3 separate regions of the Sus scrofa genome follow, and regions 2 and 3 are each linked to region 1. The links are chromatin contacts, called in public HiChIP or PLAC-seq maps. All regions are on one chromosome and are shown on one strand. Each heading gives the region's core, a stretch centred on a gene start, on an enhancer-like site or on the middle of the called end of the contact. The rest is flanking DNA. Distances are from core to core; before and after follow the strand shown.

Region 1 (2,641 bases), core at 50-2,549:
TGTATGTCCTATTACTGGTGGTGTTAATTTTGGTCACTTGTTAAGGTGATGACTGCTGGGTTTCTCCAGTGCAAATACGCCATATTCTTTCTTTGCTATTAATAAAAATACTTTGTGGGACAGATACTTTGAGGCTATGCAAATTAGACAACCAGCCAGATAAAAATGCAGGAAGCCCAGTTTAATTTTAATTTCAGATAACTGAAGAATACTTCTTTTTAGGGCCACACCTGCTTGAATAGATGTTCCCAGGCTAGGGGTCAAATCAGAATTGCAGTTGCGCAAGATCAGAGCCGCATCTGTGACCTATGTTGAAGCTTGCAGCAACACCAGATTTTTTAACCCACCGAGCGAGGCCAGGGATTTAATCTGCATCCTCATGGATACTAGTTGGGTTCTTAACCTGCTGATCCACAACAGGAACTCTGATAAATACTTTTTAAGTGAAGTATGACCCCCTCCTCCCAAATAATTTACCCCGAACTCAAATTTAATTGGGCATCTTGTATTTTTATTTGCACGATCTGGCAAGACTATATGTAAATAACTTGTTCCTCATCCAATTTCAGTGAGTTGTTTTGACATCCATGATGATTCTCAATCAATTTTATTGTGATTTCACCAAATAGGGTACTTTTTAAAAATCGAAGTATAGTTGACTTACAATATTGTGTTAATTTCTGCTGTACACCAAAGTGATTCAGTTATACATATATGTACGTTCTTTTTAAGAAATATTCTTTTCCATTATGTTTTATTACAGGACACTGACTATAGTTCTCTGTGCTATACAGTAAAAAATATGGGCCGCTTCAGGAATTTGCGTGTCATCCTTAACCTGGGGACATACTAAACTTCTCTATTCGTTCCAATTTTAGTATATGTGCTGTGAAGTTAGCTCGGCCAAATAGTAACTTTCTAAATGTTTCTTTCCTTCTTCTACATTTATTAGTTGCTATTCCATCTGCCTATCTTTTTATCCACTCTTTACAGCGCCTGGCACATAGTAGGCGCTCAAATATTTGAACAATGAATGAACTAGTTGGTCAGACTTCGGTGACAACAGCTGCCTTTGGCAGGGTCTTGCTTTCCTCAGCCAGTCTGGGCAAGCTATCCATCCAGCCTTCGAGCCTTCCAGTGCTAGCTCCTAGCTTTTTGCTCCAATCACAAGCATGGCTTTACAGGGCTTCAATGTGTTTAAGGAAGACGGCCATTGGCTCCTTCAGCTCCAGAGGCCCAACAGATTGCCAGTGGAGGGCGGCAGGGGACCAATGGGTGCCGGCGGGAGGTGGGGTCTGTCACGCGGGTCGGGTATAACCAAGCGGCTTGCGCGCGCTTTGCTTCTAGCGCTGGCCATGGCTGCAGCGTCTACGCTGGTTGTTTTGGCCACCCGGCTGCTCCGGCCCGCGCAGAGCTGCAGTTTCCGCCATCGCCCCTTCCACCTCTCGGCAGTTCGGTAAGAGGGTCGGGGAGCTGGGTCTGCGCGCTGAGAAGGGAACCGAGCACGGGGCCCACCCAGGGATGTCCTTCCCGAGCATCTCCGTCCCGGGCGCTGGTAGCCACCGGGAGGGCTGTGGCGGGGCGACGTGGCAGCCGAACGTGGTCGCAGCCCATCACCCGGGCGCTCGCTCTGCGGGGCGGGCTGGAACCTGGAGGCCGCCTTTGGGAGGGCGGCTCAGTCTCAAAGCCGGCTGGACGGGGCCCACCGTGCGGAGCAAAGCGCCGGTGGGCTCTGGGGCGCCGCGCTTTACTTTGGAGCATACAAAGGTCACTGACGAGAACTTGCCGGCTGCCCTTGGCCGGGATGTCAGGAGCTGTCTTGGGGAAAGTCAAGGAGACGCTTTGGTGAGCGCCGAGTAGAGTTGTGAGTGAGCAGCCTTCAGCGAGCCGTCCCTTCCCGGGACCCTAGCGGCGGAGGGGGTTAGAGCAGTCTGATGAAATTCCTGAGTTTTCCACTACCAGCACTTCCCCCCCTCTTCCCTAACGTAGGTGTGGTTCGCGCTGTGCTTCCAGCTGCCCCTAAACCTCTCAAGAGAATAAATGTGCTGTGGTCACCAGGGCTTTGACTGCAGCCCACCCCGAGTTGGTCAGTGCCAGGCCGAGTAAACTGAAGTGATTAACACCCGGAAGGAGAAGAGGGAAAGCCCTATTTGCGCTTTCTTTTTCTTCTTCTTCTTCTTCTTTTTTTTTTTTTTTTCCTATTTGCGTTTTCTTAGGGAGGTAATAAATGTTTCCTGATCTTTCTGGACTTGAAAGTCCCACTCTAAACCTAGATTAGGGGTTTTTTTTGGGGGGGGAGGGGGCTCCGTGGTGGTGGAGAGGGAGCTCTGGTTTCTTTCCCTAAATCTGCGCACCCTCTTTCTGAGCCTTCGCACTGCAGAGACCTAAGCCTTTAACAGCAGCCCCCTTTATCCAGGCACTGTGCTAGGCTGTGAGCATTTAGCGATGGTAGAAACAGTTCTTTCCCTAGTAGAACTTCGTACCTGTCAAGGGGTGCAACACGTGTGTAATTTCCAGCCAGTGTAAAAATGCTGTTAGAGACATTTCCAGGGTACTGTTGGAGCCCAAAATGGGGCGTTCTTGAGAGAAGACTTCAGACTGGCCCCTTCAGAGGGGACAAAGATTTCCTTAGTCTGACCCT
Region 2 (2,641 bases), core at 96-2,595, 350 kb before region 1:
CGATTAGACCCCCTAGCCTGGGAACCTCCATATGCCGCGGGAGCGGCCCTAGAAAAGGCAAAAAGACAAAAAAAAAAAAAAAAAAAAAAAAAGTTTACACAATGAAATTTACTTTTTTGATAAGATTTTAATTTTTTCTATTATAGTTGATTTACAATGTTCAATCAATTTCTACTGTACAGCAAAGTGACCCAGCTATACACACACGTATATACACCATCTTTTTCTCACGTTATCCTTCATCGTATTCCATCACAAGTGATTAGATATAGTTCCCTGTGCTATACAGCAGGATCTCATTGCTTATCCACTCCAAATGCAATAGTTTGCATCTACTAACCCCAAATTTCCAGTCCATCCCACTCCCTCCCCCCAAAATGAAATTTACTTTTAAAAACTTATCTTTCGCTGCCTATGGAATGTGGAAGTTCATGGGCCAGGGATCGAATCAAGCTTCTGGAGAGATAGTGATGGATCCTTAACCCAGGGCGCCAAAAGAGAAGTCTGAAATTTACTTTTAGATTCTACTAGTGGAAACCGCTAGAATGACTGCTCATCTACCGAATTACTCTTCCTCTGAAAACCTTGCCAACAGCCAAGATGGACCTTAACAGCCAAGGAGTCCACTGCGGCCTCTCTGGCCACAAAGGTTTCTCTGGACACTAAGTTTCTGAATGTGGCAATGAACAAAACTAAGGTGAAATCGAGCTGAGAATTGAGTAATTTCTAAAAATAAGTGAAGGAAAATTCACAGAGAGCAAATTTCCACACAGAGAAGACCCGAGGATATGTATTTAGCTATAAAAATAAAAGTAAAAACACAGCTCATCTCCTGATTTTCCAATGACATTCATTCAGACACACCTAGTAGAAGATATAGGGCATGGACAGGCTGATAGTGATAGGGGTCAACTTGCAATCAGTTTTAATAGAGTTTGTACAGTTTTCTCCAAAGAACTGGGACAAGGTAGCTTTCAGAATTGACATAAGCATTTAACACACCTCACAAATATGAAGGACGTGAAGGCATGGGGTAAACCTGAGTGACCAGACTCTAATTCCAAAAAATGTATGCTTTATGTAATAGATTTTATTTGATTCCATACTTTCTAAGCTTGTTTAAGATATGTTGCATTACAACTCGTGTAGCTTTTCACTCGGAGGGAATGCATCGGTCCATTTACGGTGTTCGTATTAATCTAAAAACAAAAGTTAGCTGGGTCCTTTATTTGTTTCCCACTCCTTCCGCGCTGATTTTCCTTTACCAAAATGGCCTCCCCCCAGCTCTCTTCTCATTGGTGGGTTTTTTTCCGCAGGTGACAGCTCTAACCCCGCCCCCAGACACTGCCCCGGGTCCTAAGTTCTTGGGAGTTTAACTGATAGCCCAGTTGGAGGGGGCGGGGCGGGGGCCGGATGTGACGTTTACGGAAGCTCCGAGAGTCATTCGCGGGGACAGGTGGGGAAGGGTCCCGGGAATGTGGTGGGGCTTGGGTGCTGAGCGTGGTCTGACAGTGACGCGGAGTGGCGGCCGTGAGTGTGGGACCTGCAGCCCACTCCTCCCCGCACCGCCTGCCCAGCCCTCTGCGCGCGAGTTCCCTGACGGCTCCGGTGCCCAGTCGGGCCCAGCGCGCCCCCGCCTACCTCATGGGCCCTTATGCTGTTGTCAAGAGGTCCCTCTCCGCTGTATACGCCCCCATCGCTCTTCCCGCTGCTTCCTTTTTCCTTCTCATGTTTACCCCTTGGTCCTTTACGGCACCACCTCTCTGGAGTATTGCTCAGCTCTGTAGTACTGGGCACCACCTGCTGGTCTCGGGAGTGGATTCCATTCGCGACAAAAATATCCTCTACAGAGAGACAGGGAAGAGCAACGAGCTTCCTCTGTTTCAGATAGCTTTGATGGGCTTTGCCCTGAATTTACTAATTAGACAACTGGGGGAGGTTTTAGATTTGCTAGTGGCTTTCTGAGCCCTTAAAAAGGCTCCTTACAGGAGACAGAATGCCTCTACATCCCTGGTAGTCCCCACAGCTTTTGTACTATGGGGGTGTATGAGAAGCAGCAGCTTGGTGGAGAAAGTGTCACTTAGAGATAGAATTGGCCTGGAGAAAACTATCTCTTAGGGAGGGGTTGGAGTGGAAAACAACAACAGTGTATAGACAAATGAAACTGAAATGTAAAGGTTTCTAGGCAGATATGAATCATGACTGAAGCAAAAGATCTCTGTGGGGAATGAGTAAGGTTTAAGATTCAAAGGAAAAAATGGGCCATTTGACACAGGGTCTTGAATTTCAAAACCTGTGGTAGCTTGTGTATATTCTAGAACATGCTGGTTAGGGTGTGCTGTAATTCAGTATGTAAGGTTGGAAGTTAGAATCTGATTCTAGCAGTAGCAATATCCAGAAAGATTCTAGAGGGGTTCCTTGGTGGCTCAGTGGCTTAAGGATCTGGTGTTGTCACTGTTGTGGCTTGGGTCACTGCTGTGGCACAGGTTCGTTTCCTGGCCTAGGAACTTTTGCATGCCCTGGGCCTGGCCAAAAAAAGAGAGAGAAAGATTGTAGATTACTGCAGTATGAGTCCCAGGTGGTGTTTTGTTGTGTTGTGTTTTTTTTTTTTTCTTTCAAGTTACCTTTGTGTCCTTTTGTT
Region 3 (2,641 bases), core at 65-2,564, 260 kb before region 1:
TCCTGACCCCTGACCCAGGAACTTCCCTATGCCGTGGCTGTGGCTCAGAAAGAAAAAAAACAAAAAGGAAAGGAAAGGAAAGAAAGGTAAGCAGTATTCTTACACAGAAGTAGCTGTGGGAGTGGGAGTGGGGGATGGGATAGACTTTAGCTGCCTGCGACCCACCCAGGCTATCCTGAATAAAATGTACACTCTATTTTTAATTAGATTGTATGGGAATATAGTATACTAATGTCATTTCAGCCATCCCATATAAACATTAATATAGGAAAAAATTCCTGTGCCAGATTTGCAAACAGTTGTCCCAGTCACTGGCCCCGCCCTACTGATTCTGGCAAACAGAATGGTTTCCTAAAACCTCCCTCATCTAAGATTGCTGCCAGAATGCTGGTTTGCCTGTTGCCTCCCGGTTTGACTCTTGTGGAAGGTGGAGGCATCATTTGACAACATTTCATAAATCCTTAGTTCTAAAGTCGTTACATCCATGGGGTGTGGCAGGACAAAGCCTGTTAGGGCCTCATCCGGTGGCAGCAGCTCAGAATTGTCCCTGTCCTTCTGCAAAACACAATTCTCCACCGACTGCTGGATTCCAGTTTTATACATTTATGCATTAGAAAGTCTCTCTTTATCCTGGCTTTTCCCAAGCTTTTACAAATCCCATTCTGAATCCCCACCAGCCACCTCGCCTCCGCCATTGCTCACGCCCACAGAACCCAGTTTATCTGGTTTAAACGAGTTCCACACGCGTCCCTGAGCTTCCACCCTCTTTATCCTTACAGAATATTTGGCTACTATGCAAATTGATGGGGCAAAAGTTTGTTTATCCATTCAAGAAGCAAAATAAGAGGTGGGGTGTAGTTGATGAATTTAACGTATTCAAAAAGGTGCCAGCATTATGCCACGAATTAACAGGGCATGGGAAAACGTTAATTTGTGTAAATCTTCAGGTTGCATCTTCTTCCTACTGAAAACCGTCCAACTTCTTCCTGTGTCAGAATAAAAACCAGACAACGTGGGGGCGGGGGGTGGGGGAGTCGCTTAAAATTACAATTATTTTTGTCTTCAGTTGTGAAATTTATGTTACAGTGATACAAAAAGGCAAAGGCGCTGAGACCGTTAATTTATGTCTCTTTTTAAGTGCTATTTGTCCAGTGAACAAAAAAGAAGGTGCAAATCCTACAGCAGCACCTCTCATCAGCAATCTTCCCCGTTGCCTACATCAGGCGTCTTCCTTTTCGTTACACCCTCCCACGAACATCGCGAGAACAGAGCTTCCCTTTGGCCCCTCCCCTCCAGTCCTCTCAACCCCACCCACTTCCTGCCTGGCGATCGCCTGACGTAGAAGGCGCGCCGGAGTGCGTGTACTGCGCTACCGGGGGCGGAACGGCTCTCGGCGGAAGTGATCGCTGCGTGAATCGTGGGTGTGATGACCGCGCTTCGGCTCTATCTAAGGCTGCTGCGATCATCCTCCAAATCCATGGCTCAGAGCCCAGTCAAGGGCGGGCCCCCCTCCAGGGGTCTGCACGCGGGGCGCGGGCCCCGAAGGCTCTCCATCGAAGGCAACATTGGTAAGGGCCAGAAAGTAGCTGCCAAGCCTCGGCCTCCGCAGAGCAGGTGCTTGAGAGGCTGCAAAAGGGAGCTGGGCTTGCAACCCCCTCCCTCCCCGACTGATGTGGCCGGACTGAGCTGCCAGGCCTTTTCCCCTTAAGTGCACTCTGGGCCTTTGACTCTGATTTTTCAGGCGTCAAGCCTCAGTTCTCTCCCACAGAGACACGTTTATTGGGGCATAGAAGCCACGCAGTCCACAGATAGGACAAGAGTTAGCTTGTTTTGATAGAACAAAATAGAAATAAGGAGCAGGGTGCAAGTTCTTTTTTTTCCCCTAAGATAAGGTTGCTAGGAGTTCCCGTTGTGGCTCAGTTGTTAAGGAATCCGACTTGGAACCATGAGGTTGCGGGTTCAATCCCTGGCCTCGCTCAGTGGGTTGGGGATCCGGCGTTTTCATAAGCTGTGGTGTAGGTCGAAGACGCGGCTCGTATCCCGCGTTGCTGTGGCTCTGGTGTAGGCCGGCCGCTACCGCTCCGATTAGACCCCTAGCCTGGGAAACTCCGTATGCTGCAGGTGCGGCCCTAGAAAAGGCAAAAAAAAAAAAAAAGACAAATAATAATAATAGTAATAATAAGATTGCCAGATTTAGGGGAGAAAAAAAGAATGCCCATTGAAAATAGTGTTTCAGATAACGAATAATGTTTTAGTATGTGTCCCATGCAATATTTGGGACATACACTTAAAAAAAAAGAAAAGAAAAACTAAAATACAGATTTAACTGGGTGTCCTTATTTCACCTGGCAATCCAGTGAGAGACCCACTGGATCTTAAATAAAATGAAAGCAAAGCATTTCAATATAATGTTACTAAATTCTAACTTAAGACTTTTACCTATTAAGCTGCTAAGCCCTGAAAAGGGATTAGCAAGTGTAAAGTATTGAAGACATTCTAGCAGCATACTGAAAATTTCTCATTTTATGCATTCAAGAAATAGCCCTGTGAGCAATTTCTACAATCCCACAGTGGTTTTGTCCCTGAGGACACAGCAGTGAACAGAACAAATAAAAATCTCTGCTCTCAGGGAGCTCTAGTA

Evidence for each region. HiChIP or PLAC-seq counts read pairs in DNA pulled down with a chosen protein or histone mark.
Region 2: a contact with region 1 is called in an H3K27ac HiChIP or PLAC-seq map of alveolar macrophages. The contact joins the promoter of STAMBP here to the promoter of MTHFD2 in region 1. A contact is called at or near these places in 1 of 5 promoter capture datasets (fetal liver), 4 of 47 Hi-C or Micro-C datasets (alveolar macrophages, blood, brain and 1 more) and 2 of 2 datasets of contacts at active chromatin or transcription factors (alveolar macrophages and skeletal muscle).
Region 3: a contact with region 1 is called in an H3K27ac HiChIP or PLAC-seq map of alveolar macrophages. The contact joins the promoter of DGUOK here to the promoter of MTHFD2 in region 1. A contact is called at or near these places in 2 of 2 datasets of contacts at active chromatin or transcription factors (alveolar macrophages and skeletal muscle).

Annotation. Positions count from the first base shown.
Region 1 is chr3:68,832,299-68,834,939 of Sscrofa11.1, reverse strand. MTHFD2 (bifunctional methylenetetrahydrofolate dehydrogenase/cyclohydrolase, mitochondrial) reads left to right here and starts at 1,299. Exons shown (of 8, transcript XM_021087362.1): 1 at 1,299-1,456. The coding sequence starts at 1,356.
Region 2 is chr3:69,186,960-69,189,600 of Sscrofa11.1, reverse strand. STAMBP (STAM-binding protein) reads left to right here and starts at 1,345. Exons shown (of 10, transcript XM_003125008.4): 1 at 1,345-1,456.
Region 3 is chr3:69,090,039-69,092,679 of Sscrofa11.1, reverse strand. DGUOK (deoxyguanosine kinase, mitochondrial) reads left to right here and starts at 1,314. Exons shown (of 6, transcript XM_021087369.1): 1 at 1,314-1,568.